3 separate regions of the Mus musculus genome follow, and regions 2 and 3 are each linked to region 1. A link is a contact called in public HiChIP or PLAC-seq data. All regions are on one chromosome and are shown on one strand. Each heading gives the region's core, a stretch centred on a gene start, on an enhancer-like site or on the middle of the called end of the contact. The rest is flanking DNA. Distances are from core to core; before and after follow the strand shown. Region 1 has its middle 63 kb from the start of Gm52526. Region 2 has its middle 71 kb from the start of Gm39940. Region 3 has its middle 27 kb from the start of Gm39940.

Region 1 (3,258 bases), core at 230-2,729:
AGCGTCCTTGTTGTACAGGATGAATGGTCCCTTGTGGACGCTTATCCCAGGAACGACATATTGCCCATAAACACATTCCTGTTTAGTCACAGACAAACAGGTGCACACTGCAGGTCTTGACTCTGAGCCAAATACCATTCACACCGTAGCACATTTATGTGCAGGTGTGTTCATGACGGTGCAGGTATCTGTAGAAATCACTGGTTTTAGATTCCCCTGGAGCCACAGTAAGTGGGTGCTGAGAACTAAACCCAGGTCCTCTGGAAGAGCAGTGCATGCTGGTAATGGCTGAGTCATTTTTCTAGCCCCAAGGACACATTTTGTAATTGGTGCTGTCTTAGCATTAGCTATAGTTTCAGACACTCCGTTTCCTTCCCTTTCGGGCACACAAAATAGTGATATTTTTTACAGGTTGGGCTTTTGCACAAGTTTGAACAATAGTATTTGTTTCTAGCTAAGAGTCCCTTATGCATAGACAAAGAAATGAGTCCTCAGATAATAGTCAAGGAAAGGGCTCTCACCACTCCAAGCAACTAACTATACTGCTTATTTTTAGAAATAAAATAAAATGCTAAGTGTTGTGGGTTGCAGTAAAATTGAGGTGTTCTGATAGTCATACATACAAATTACACCATGATATTTAGTCCCCAACCTGGGAAAGATCACACAATACACACACACAAACACACACACACACACACACACACACACACATATCGTTAAAGATCATTTATTTTTAAATTGACAGATAATACTGGTGCTTATATCCTATCTAACATGATGTTTGAGGCCCATAAACACCTTGGAATGATTCTGTTTAGCTAATGAACAAATGCATTACCTCACACTGTAGTTTTATGGTATAAGCACATAAAATTCACCCTCTAAATTTCTCAAGAATATAACACAGATGTTACTCAAAATATAGATAGTGCTGTTTCCAGAGAAACACATCACCAGGTGAAAATACTTTCCCCAGCTCCACCCAGCCTGTCAGACGTGCTTTTACATTAGTCTACAGTGAGTACAAAGTCTGGCTCATGTCAAGTACTGAATATTGCATGCAATTTCTGCAGAGTGCTTAAAAAGTGAAAAGCAAATGGATTGTATGGATATTCACCATAAAAACACAACTAATGTGTATTTAAGTTCACTTCTTACTGATAGCTTTTGGTAGCATTCATTCCTTTTTTGTGGACGAAGAGTTCCCTGTTGTGCATACGCACCACATTTTCTTTTTAGTTTATCCACTGAGGGCCACTTAGTCTGGTTTATTTTTGCTATCATGTAGAGTGCTGCTATAAAAATGAGAAGCCAGATAACTCTTTGCCTCGCTGATCTCCTTTGCTTTGGGTAATCCATATTTCTAGGTCATGTGATCATTCTGTTTTCCATCTGGGGGACCCCATGCTGTTTGCCATCACAGATCCTCACATTCACATGGGCATGAGTAGTGAGTCAGCATTCCCTGTGCTCCATATTTCTGCCAGCTCTTATCTTATGTCACTTTGAGTGATAGCCATTTGAGCTGGGGTGTGGTGCTGATATCTGTTGTGGTTTTGAGTTGTATTTCCCCGGTGACTGGCAGTACAGAGCACTTTCCATATGCTTGTTAATCATGTCTATGTCTCTTTTTGAATAATGGCCACTCAGGTACATTTTAGAATTATCTTTCCTCATGGAGTTGTTTGTATTTTTTACATATTCTCATCGCAAAGACTAGTGAGGCATACTGAATGATGCAAAGACTAGTGAGGCATACTGTAGGTTTCCTATAGGAGGGACATAGTGAATCTAATGTAATGGATCTTGAGCAATTTCATTCACTAAATACAGCCCAAGTTCCTGTTAAGTCTTTATGGAATGGGTGTCCTAGCTAAAACAAAGCAACAGTCTGTTCTCATCTGCTTAGTTGAAATAACAAGCTTGATAAAATGCTATGAAGCAAAGAAGATTTTTAAGATATTAACTATCAGATAACAACACAGCGAGAGTGGAGACATGGAAAATACAAACGGAGGAGCAACAATTGTCCAGCTTGCTTATGGCATTGGAATTTGAATGCTGACTGAAGAAGGGAGAACCACGTTGGAGATTGGTAGACACTGATAAGGGAGGATTAATCATTTTCCATAGTCTTATAATAGACAAACTGCATTTTACAAAGACTATATACCATGTTAGGTAGCTCTCTGGGTTCAGCCTTAGAGGATTTTGCAGTCAAATGGACACACTTCATGCAAAAATAAGAATCTTGAAATACCTCTTGTAGTACCTACAATCCCAGAACATTAAGAGACTGTGTGATCATCACAATTTCAAGGCTACCCTGAGCTACATAAGGTAGTGAGATTCCCTGTCCAATAAAAACTGAAATGGATTCCTTATCTCCATGTTTGAGCTGTTGAAATAGATAGAGATTTTTCAGCAGAAGGTTTAAGGTTGCCTCTTTGTCTTTTGTCCACTGACAAATTCAGGAAACCAGTCCCAAAGAACATCTTTAAAGGACAAAGTACTGGAGAGGAGAGGCATATGTCCTTGTCAGTCATCCATGTGGATGCATGTGGTACCTGGATTTACACTGAACACCAGGTGGTCTATTAAATACACAGTTCTTTACAGTAATTCATGAGCATTCAGGATGTTTTCCTGGAAAGGCCTTTGGAATGAAACACATCTTTCCTTTTCATTTCTATCTAAGAGTATTCATGAGCCATTATTAAGATAGGTAAACACAATTCCATATTTATGTCCAATTTGACAGCTTCTTCTGGATCTATAGAGTATTCATGAGCCATTGTTAAGATAGGTAAGCACAATTCCATATTTATGTCCAATTTAACAGCTTCTTCTGGATCTATAGGTCTTCGGACCTTCAGTTCTGTCATCTCAGAATGATCTGAGCAACGCTTTAACAATTCGTAAGGAGAAACAGAACAATATGAGATCCTTCAGGGCACTACCTGGAGGGTCAGAGGGTGGAAAGGGATAGAAAAAGGCAGTTAGTTGTTGCATCAGAGTGATGCTGAGTGTCAAAGTCTGAAAATTATACTCTTCCTATCTTAAAGATGTTCTTTGGAACTGGTTCCCTGAATTTGTCAGTGGACAAAAACCAAAGAGGCAATCTTAAACCTTCTGCTGAAAAATCTGTCTATTTCAACAGCTCAAACATGGAGATAAGGAATCCATTTCAGTTTTTATTGGACAGGGAATCTCACTACATTATGTAGGTCAGGGTAGCCTTGAAATCGTAACGAC
Region 2 (3,258 bases), core at 442-2,941, 790 kb after region 1:
AATACAAAATCTATGAAATCACTTGAACACCTTTCCTCCTGTGTCCACCACTAATAGTTTACATACCGTTCATTGTTCTATTTCCCTTACACATCATTTTTCAAAGCTTTAAAGTTAGTATCAAGTCTTATATTTCATATTTATTTAGCACTATATCATGACCATTTGTACAGCATTGCTAAGCCATCATTCAAGGGTTTAAATTGCTGTCTGCTATTCATATTAGGATGGACACTTGAGGGCTAGCATACTATTACCTGATCCAACCAGTAGTCTCGATTTAAAACAAGCTCCAGAAAAGGGAGGTGAGATTTTCTTTGAATGATGCAAGTTGTTTCCAGAAACAAGACTGAAATATCTCTAATCCTCACATGCCTTTTAGCTTCCTCATTAAGTGTGCATTGAAAGAACTCCCTGGTTGAAAACTTTTGAAAAAAAATGTTTGGTGGATTGTATGAGAATGCTCCCATTGTACCATTGAATACTGGGTTCCCCTTTGATGGAATTGTTTGGGAAAGATTAAGAGGTGTGGCCTTCTTGGAGGAGGTATGTCACTGGAGGGGTGGGCTTTGAAGTTTCAGAAGACTCATGATATTCTCTCTCTCTCTCTCTCTCTCTCTCTCTCTCTCTCTCTCTCTCTCTCTCTCTCTCTCTCTCTCTCTCTCTGCCTCTAACTTTCAGATTAAAATATGAGCCCTGAGTTGTTCCTGCTGTGAGGCCTCTGCTTCACTATCATAGACTCTACTGCTGAAACTGTAAATCTCCACATTAGACACTTTCTTTTGTAAGTTGTCTTGCACATGATGTTCTGTTACAGCAACTGACCAGTGACTAAGACATAGTGTCCTGAACATCTACCTTTCTCCTTTTTTTATATCTTGTGTTTTCGAAGAGATTGAGCAGTGCTCATGACCATCGTGCAAGGCAGCCTGGGAGTTGGAATACTCCCTCACCTCCACAAGTTGTGGTTAAGCTGAAGCTTCAAGTCATTAAACAGAACACATACAGCCCATAAAGAAGAGCCTCACTAGCTGCTCTCAGACAACATCAGTATAGGATTGCTAAGTGTCTCAGACCCACAAGTACACACCGTCCAAAACTCTCAGGACAGAGACTGGGAGATGCCTAACCAGGTGACTAGAGTGTCTCCCAACAGGCCTTGGCTCTCAAGAACCTCCTCTGGTTATTCTAACACTCCTCATTCCCCAGAAATGATCAGGGCAATAGTTATATTGGGCCTTACTGCCTTTATCCATGGGCTTCCTTTTGGGGATCAAAGGGTTTTGTCCCTTCCTCCCCTCATCAAGAGGGAGCACCCTGACTATCCAGAGCACAGCCGGATCTAGTATGAGCATCCACTTGCAGTCTAGACAGCAGCCTAAGAGAGGGGCTAATGCTAGGCTTCAGCAGACGCAGCAGCATGTTTGTCATGACTCTTCTGCCCACAGTGATGCCTTTGATCTCAATCCCAGCAAACCACAGTCATCGACAAAGGTAGAATGGGCTTCAGCTCCTGAAAAGCCCTAATGGAAATTCCCTTCACTCTCCTTTCTCTCCACAGTCCCTTTCTGGTGCTTCTGATTTAGCTGTACTCTTTAGCCCTAAATCCATCGGTAAAGCCAGCATTAGAGCAGCGACCAAGTCAGCATGAGTCATGTGGCATCCTGCTTTGGATATCCGGGGCACAGCTGACCAGTTGGGAAAGTACACAGTCCTTTACTTAGCCAGGCACCTTAATCATGGATTCCAGGCTCAGCAGTCCTTGTTTGATTTTCCCTGAGAACATGCTGAACTGTGATCTGGTACTCAGAGAGGAACAATGATTTCTAAATGGGCAGGTGGTTACAACGGGCTGTTGGGATGAACAACAGCAAATGTACTCAGGCTCTCTGTGGTACAGAAAGGAATGTGCAGGGCTGCAATGTGGCTGGCATCACACTGCAGGTCTTTGCAAACAAGCCCTAGCCACTGGGCAGCACTGTTCTTGTTGTTGTTGGTGGTAGTGGTGATGGTGGTGGTGGTGGTGTGTGTTTCCTGCAGGAAGGACAGAGTAACTGGTTTAAAACAGGTTTGCTTGGTTCACAGGCCTTAGATGAAGGCAAGTGCTCCCAAGAATTGTGGCCAACTCCATGGCAATCATGGCTTTTTAGAAGTATCTAACATCCTTTTACAAAATAAAGAAAATCGTAAGAAAGAGGAAGAAGAGAAGGAGGAGGAGGAGGAGGAGGGGGAGAGGAAGGGGAAGGGGAAGGGGAAGGGGAAGGGGAAGAAGAAGAAGAAGAAGAAGAAGAAGAAGAAGAAGAAGAAGAAGAAGAAGAAGAAGAAGAAGAAGAAGAAGAAGGAGGGAGGCTTATTCGAGTTCATGGAGTCTAACTTGAACTTAGGACCTTTGGCTCCCAAATATAAACATATGCCTGGAGCCCAAGGATCAGCAGGTAAATATAGCTTGTAGGCTGAGAACTAAGTTCATGGCTATAAGTATTAGATAACTTTGTCCATGCTCTCATTTATTTATTTATTTATTTATTTATTTATTTATTTTCTTTATTAGTACATGTTAATTATACCTAGTAATGGCTTCCTTTGTGGTGTTTTTATACACACCCCCCCACACACATATGTATATATAAATTTTTAATTATATTCATCTCCATTACTTTCTTACCCCCCACCTGCAAATCATTGGGTCCTCATGTTCTTCTTTAATAGTGCCTCTTTTATTTTTTGTGAACCCCATCACACCAGATTCCACTGATGAGAGGGAACATGGTTACTTTCCTTTTTGAGTCTGTTTTATTTCCTGTAACATGACAATCTCCTTTTTCTATCTGTTTTCCTTCAAATGACATGACTTCACTCTTCTTTGGGGGGAAGCAATATCCAGGTGCTTATGGCAATCTGGAGCCAGAATATCAACAACTGAATCTGTAGAGTGTTCACTAACCTATTAGCTTCTGATGAAGAAGTTAAGTTCTCTGGGGATCCAAATGGCAGGGAAATGCACATATTCAAATCTCTTCCCTCCTTCACACATTCAAGATCCCCTGCCTCTTAAGCCTCAGTCTAGGAGAAACTAGAGGCATTCTCCTTTTCTCTTTTAGGCCACAGTTTCTTCTCCCTGAGAGAAGGAGGAGCAGAGCGGGAAGAAGAGGAAAGAAGGGGGGAAAGAGAGGAATTTGCTTGGTGATCAAAATATTTGCTGAAGACAGTAGTGGAAGGAGGAGTGCTGGCAGCTGGCTGCACAGAGGAAAGAAGGCT
Region 3 (3,258 bases), core at 547-3,046, 750 kb after region 1:
ATTTAAAACGTTGAAGCTGGACGGTGGCGGTGCACGCCTTTAATCCCAGCACTTGGCTGGTAGAATCAAGGGGATCTCTGAGTTCATATCCAGCCTGGTCTACAAAGTGAGTTCTATGATAGCCCGAGATACACAGAGAGACCTTGTCTGGGGAAATAAGAATACATACATACATACATACATGCATACATACATACATACATACATGTATGCATACATATATACATACATGCTCAATTAGGTAGAGTATCCTGCAAGCTCAGTGATTCTTCACTGACCTATTCACTACGTAATGGCTCTGCACTCTTCCTCACTATCAACACACACTTCCAGTGTCCCAACAGCAGAAGAAAGCACTGTAGACTCACACTAGGAAGTGCACACTTCTGCCTGGCAATCACACATGCATCATCACCTCACCCTGGATAAAACAAGCTGTCTGCTTCTCTTTGTGTCCCTTAACACACTCATGACTTGCTTGTTGCCATCCCTCCCTCAGGTCCAGAAGCAAGGAAACTAGAAAGATTGGCATGTTAGTGCCTCCTGTTATTCTACCACCAGCCTAATGAGAAAGAGCTGTTAGTAAAGCCCCTGAAGGAACAGGAGCCTGGGAGCTGAAAGCCCCAAGGGCTTTGCAGGGCTGAGGCAGAAGAGACTTGGGAGCCTACAGGAGAATCAGAGGAAACAGATATCTGAGGGAGGCACACACAAAATCCCGAATCTTCCCCAAGGAGACTGATTTCATCTTATGTATAGTAGAGCCTTAGATAATTTCAAGCAGGGAACTGACACTCTGTGTGTGTGTGTGTGTGTGTGTGTGTGTGTGTGTGTGTGTGTGTGTGCAAACTCCTAGGATTACTTCTGCCTCAGCCTCCCTAGTGCTGGGACCGTAGGCATGTACCACCACGCCTGAGTGAGCTGTATTTTTAAATCACACACACTTGCCTATACATCTCCCTTTAACCTGTCAAGTCCCAACTCAAGGAAGGCTCCTTCTCTTTGAAGTCTCTTCTCACTCTCTCAGCTAGGCTTAAGCAATCCACTCTCTACATTCCCTCTTTTCTTGGCAACAGATCTCCATTTAATCAATCACCTTGTAGTATAATGATAGGTTTGCCTGTCTTGTCTTCATTCAAGCATAAAGTCCCTGGGGCATGGATTGTATCTTTTTTTGTTCCTCAGATCCCTGGAATACCGACAGTGCTGGACTTTATGTGTTCTTAGAATAAATAAATGCTGAACTCAAGAGCACTCAGGGTAGGGAGTTAAATGGCAGCTTCAATATCACAGAGTAGGTACACTGGCTTCCAGCAAAACAGAGTTGTTTCCAATCCAGGAGACAGACAACTGTAAATGTGTGGGAGGCGGGGGAACAGAGTCCCTTCTGTGTGGTCTCCTTGTATTCCTACCCAGTGGAAGGCATGGAGATATGGAGACCTACAGGTTTTAATGGCCTGATGCTCACGCTGGGAAAGCTATTTAGCCCATCACATACATTTCTTTGGATTAAAAACTTGAAAGAACTGTCAAGTGAGTTTCAAAGTCACAGAAAGAGTAACATGGCTGGGTTCTATCTTTCTGCCTAAAAGGCTCAAAGGAGCTGAGGGTCCGGAGCCCTGTTTGCTCTTTTTTAGATGAACTCGAGGTGGTAGCACTGTGTCCTTCAGAAGAAGGAGGCAGGGCATTCTCCGGGCAGGGCCATACATCGGAATTCCTCCCATTTCGTGTTCTGACAGATCACCTGCTTGCTGCCATTCAGGGCTCCTGTCTGTTCACTTAGCCTTTTGCTGGAGGCAGGATCCTGACTCACTCTTCAGGGCTTTTTATTGTTCCCAACCCTGGTGTTTGCTCAGGATCTTGCCCTGTGGTGAAGCAGCTTTTTCATCCTAAAAATAGAAGAGGGGGAGGAGGTTTAAAAGGAAAAAAAAAAAAGCCAAGTTTCCTTCCTTGTCACCCTTCTGGAGAAGTGGGCACATGCAGTAGAGCCAATTGTCTCCGTTCCCAAATTAGAGTCAAGAATCCGGCCTCTGCAATTCTGGTGGATTCTCTCTCACACCACAGTTTTCAAGTTACACTTGTTTGAAACTGCCTTATAAACAGAATGGTGTTCTCGTGTTAACAGAATTTTAAAAACCTGATCGTTGCTAATATTCACATCAGCACGAGCAGAGTGTTACAGAGCAAAATGGAGACATGGAGCTATCTGTGAAGACGTCTCCCCACCCCTTTTGTTTTCTGGATTGTTTCATTACTGCCTTCGGCTTCTTAATCTCCCCCTTCAATGTAGTGTCATCCTTTCAAGTAAAGGGTCAAAAGAAGCCACGTTTTCCACCCAGAGATCTTAATTACAAAACCTTGTATTCAGCTATAAGGATTCAAGTGAAATTCTAAACTTAATGTCCCTACATTCTCAGAAACCTTTTTTAGTGTTCAGTTATCTATACTGCCTAGATACTCACTGTTGGAACGTGCACAAAACTGGAGACGATGTCACTGTTAAAACATCTTTCTTCAAGTGGTTAGGAAAGTCCCTGAATCCAATCATCCCCACCAGCTACGAGTCACAAATGATTTGAATGATTATCAAATACAGCCTCAGTAGTGGAATTACCAGGACACGGGGCTGGGCTGCTACTCTTGGGTTTTGTTTTTGTTTTTTAATTGAATTTTAAAGCAACTGAGCTTCTCCAGTAATGTGAGATGCAAAGAAGCTTTCCAGGGTAATATATTAACGCCTCATGATGAATTGTCAGGACAAGTTTTCTACATATCACGAGTAGCAGAGAAGAGCCCCCCTCCCTGGGAATATCAAAGGATTCTGCACTATGATTCAATTTAGATGTACCAAGCCACCTCCGCTTAGCGTCTAGTTGGCAATGTCTCTACCTGCTCCAAAGTCCTGCTCTGCTGCAGCAAGGCAGCAGTACTTTCTAGAACTGAGCCTTAATAATCCACCTGCTTACTCTGTTGATGTTAACTTCCTGTGAGGAAATGAGACTAGAGCTCAGATTTGACACAAGATATCTACATTTGGTGTCTTTGCTCTGGGCATTACCAGAATTTTGAAGGGTTGGGTTTTTTGTATGTGTGGTTTTTATGTTTGTTCATTTTGTTTGTTTGTTTGTTTGTTTGTTTGTTTTAAAGATTGAATTCAGTTAGTACAGCACTTGAAAAGCAGGAATCATTCAAAGGCAAACAGACATTGTTGCTTTAGATGGATACTCCCCTTTCATGTCAATTCATTTTTTGAGGATTTAT

The links. HiChIP or PLAC-seq counts read pairs in DNA pulled down with a chosen protein or histone mark.
Region 2: a FOXA1 HiChIP or PLAC-seq map of pancreatic cancer cells shows a contact between it and region 1. The contact joins two enhancer-like sites. A contact is called at or near these places in 1 of 115 datasets of contacts at active chromatin or transcription factors (pancreatic cancer cells) and 1 of 9 other capture datasets (embryonic stem cells).
Region 3: an HNF4G HiChIP or PLAC-seq map of pancreatic cancer cells shows a contact between it and region 1. The contact joins two enhancer-like sites. A contact is called at or near these places in 2 of 115 datasets of contacts at active chromatin or transcription factors (bone marrow-derived dendritic cells and pancreatic cancer cells) and 1 of 9 other capture datasets (embryonic stem cells).

What each region holds. Positions count from the first base shown.
Region 1 is chr2:134,463,527-134,466,784 of GRCm38.p6, reverse strand. No RefSeq gene overlaps it. Among named protein-coding and RNA genes, the nearest start is that of Gm52526, 63 kb to the left of the region's middle. Within about 2 kb of position 1,479, at least 4 of the 459 cell types and tissues checked have an H3K27ac peak or open chromatin away from gene starts, as enhancers often do. A contact at or near this core is called in pancreatic cancer cells, where this site is marked.
Region 2 is chr2:133,670,119-133,673,376 of GRCm38.p6, reverse strand. No RefSeq gene overlaps it. Among named protein-coding and RNA genes, the nearest start is that of Gm39940, 71 kb to the left of the region's middle. Within about 2 kb of position 1,691, at least 24 of the 459 cell types and tissues checked have an H3K27ac peak or open chromatin away from gene starts, as enhancers often do. A contact at or near this core is called in pancreatic cancer cells, where this site is marked.
Region 3 is chr2:133,714,954-133,718,211 of GRCm38.p6, reverse strand. No RefSeq gene overlaps it. Among named protein-coding and RNA genes, the nearest start is that of Gm39940, 27 kb to the left of the region's middle. Within about 2 kb of position 1,796, at least 13 of the 459 cell types and tissues checked have an H3K27ac peak or open chromatin away from gene starts, as enhancers often do. A contact at or near this core is called in pancreatic cancer cells, where this site is marked.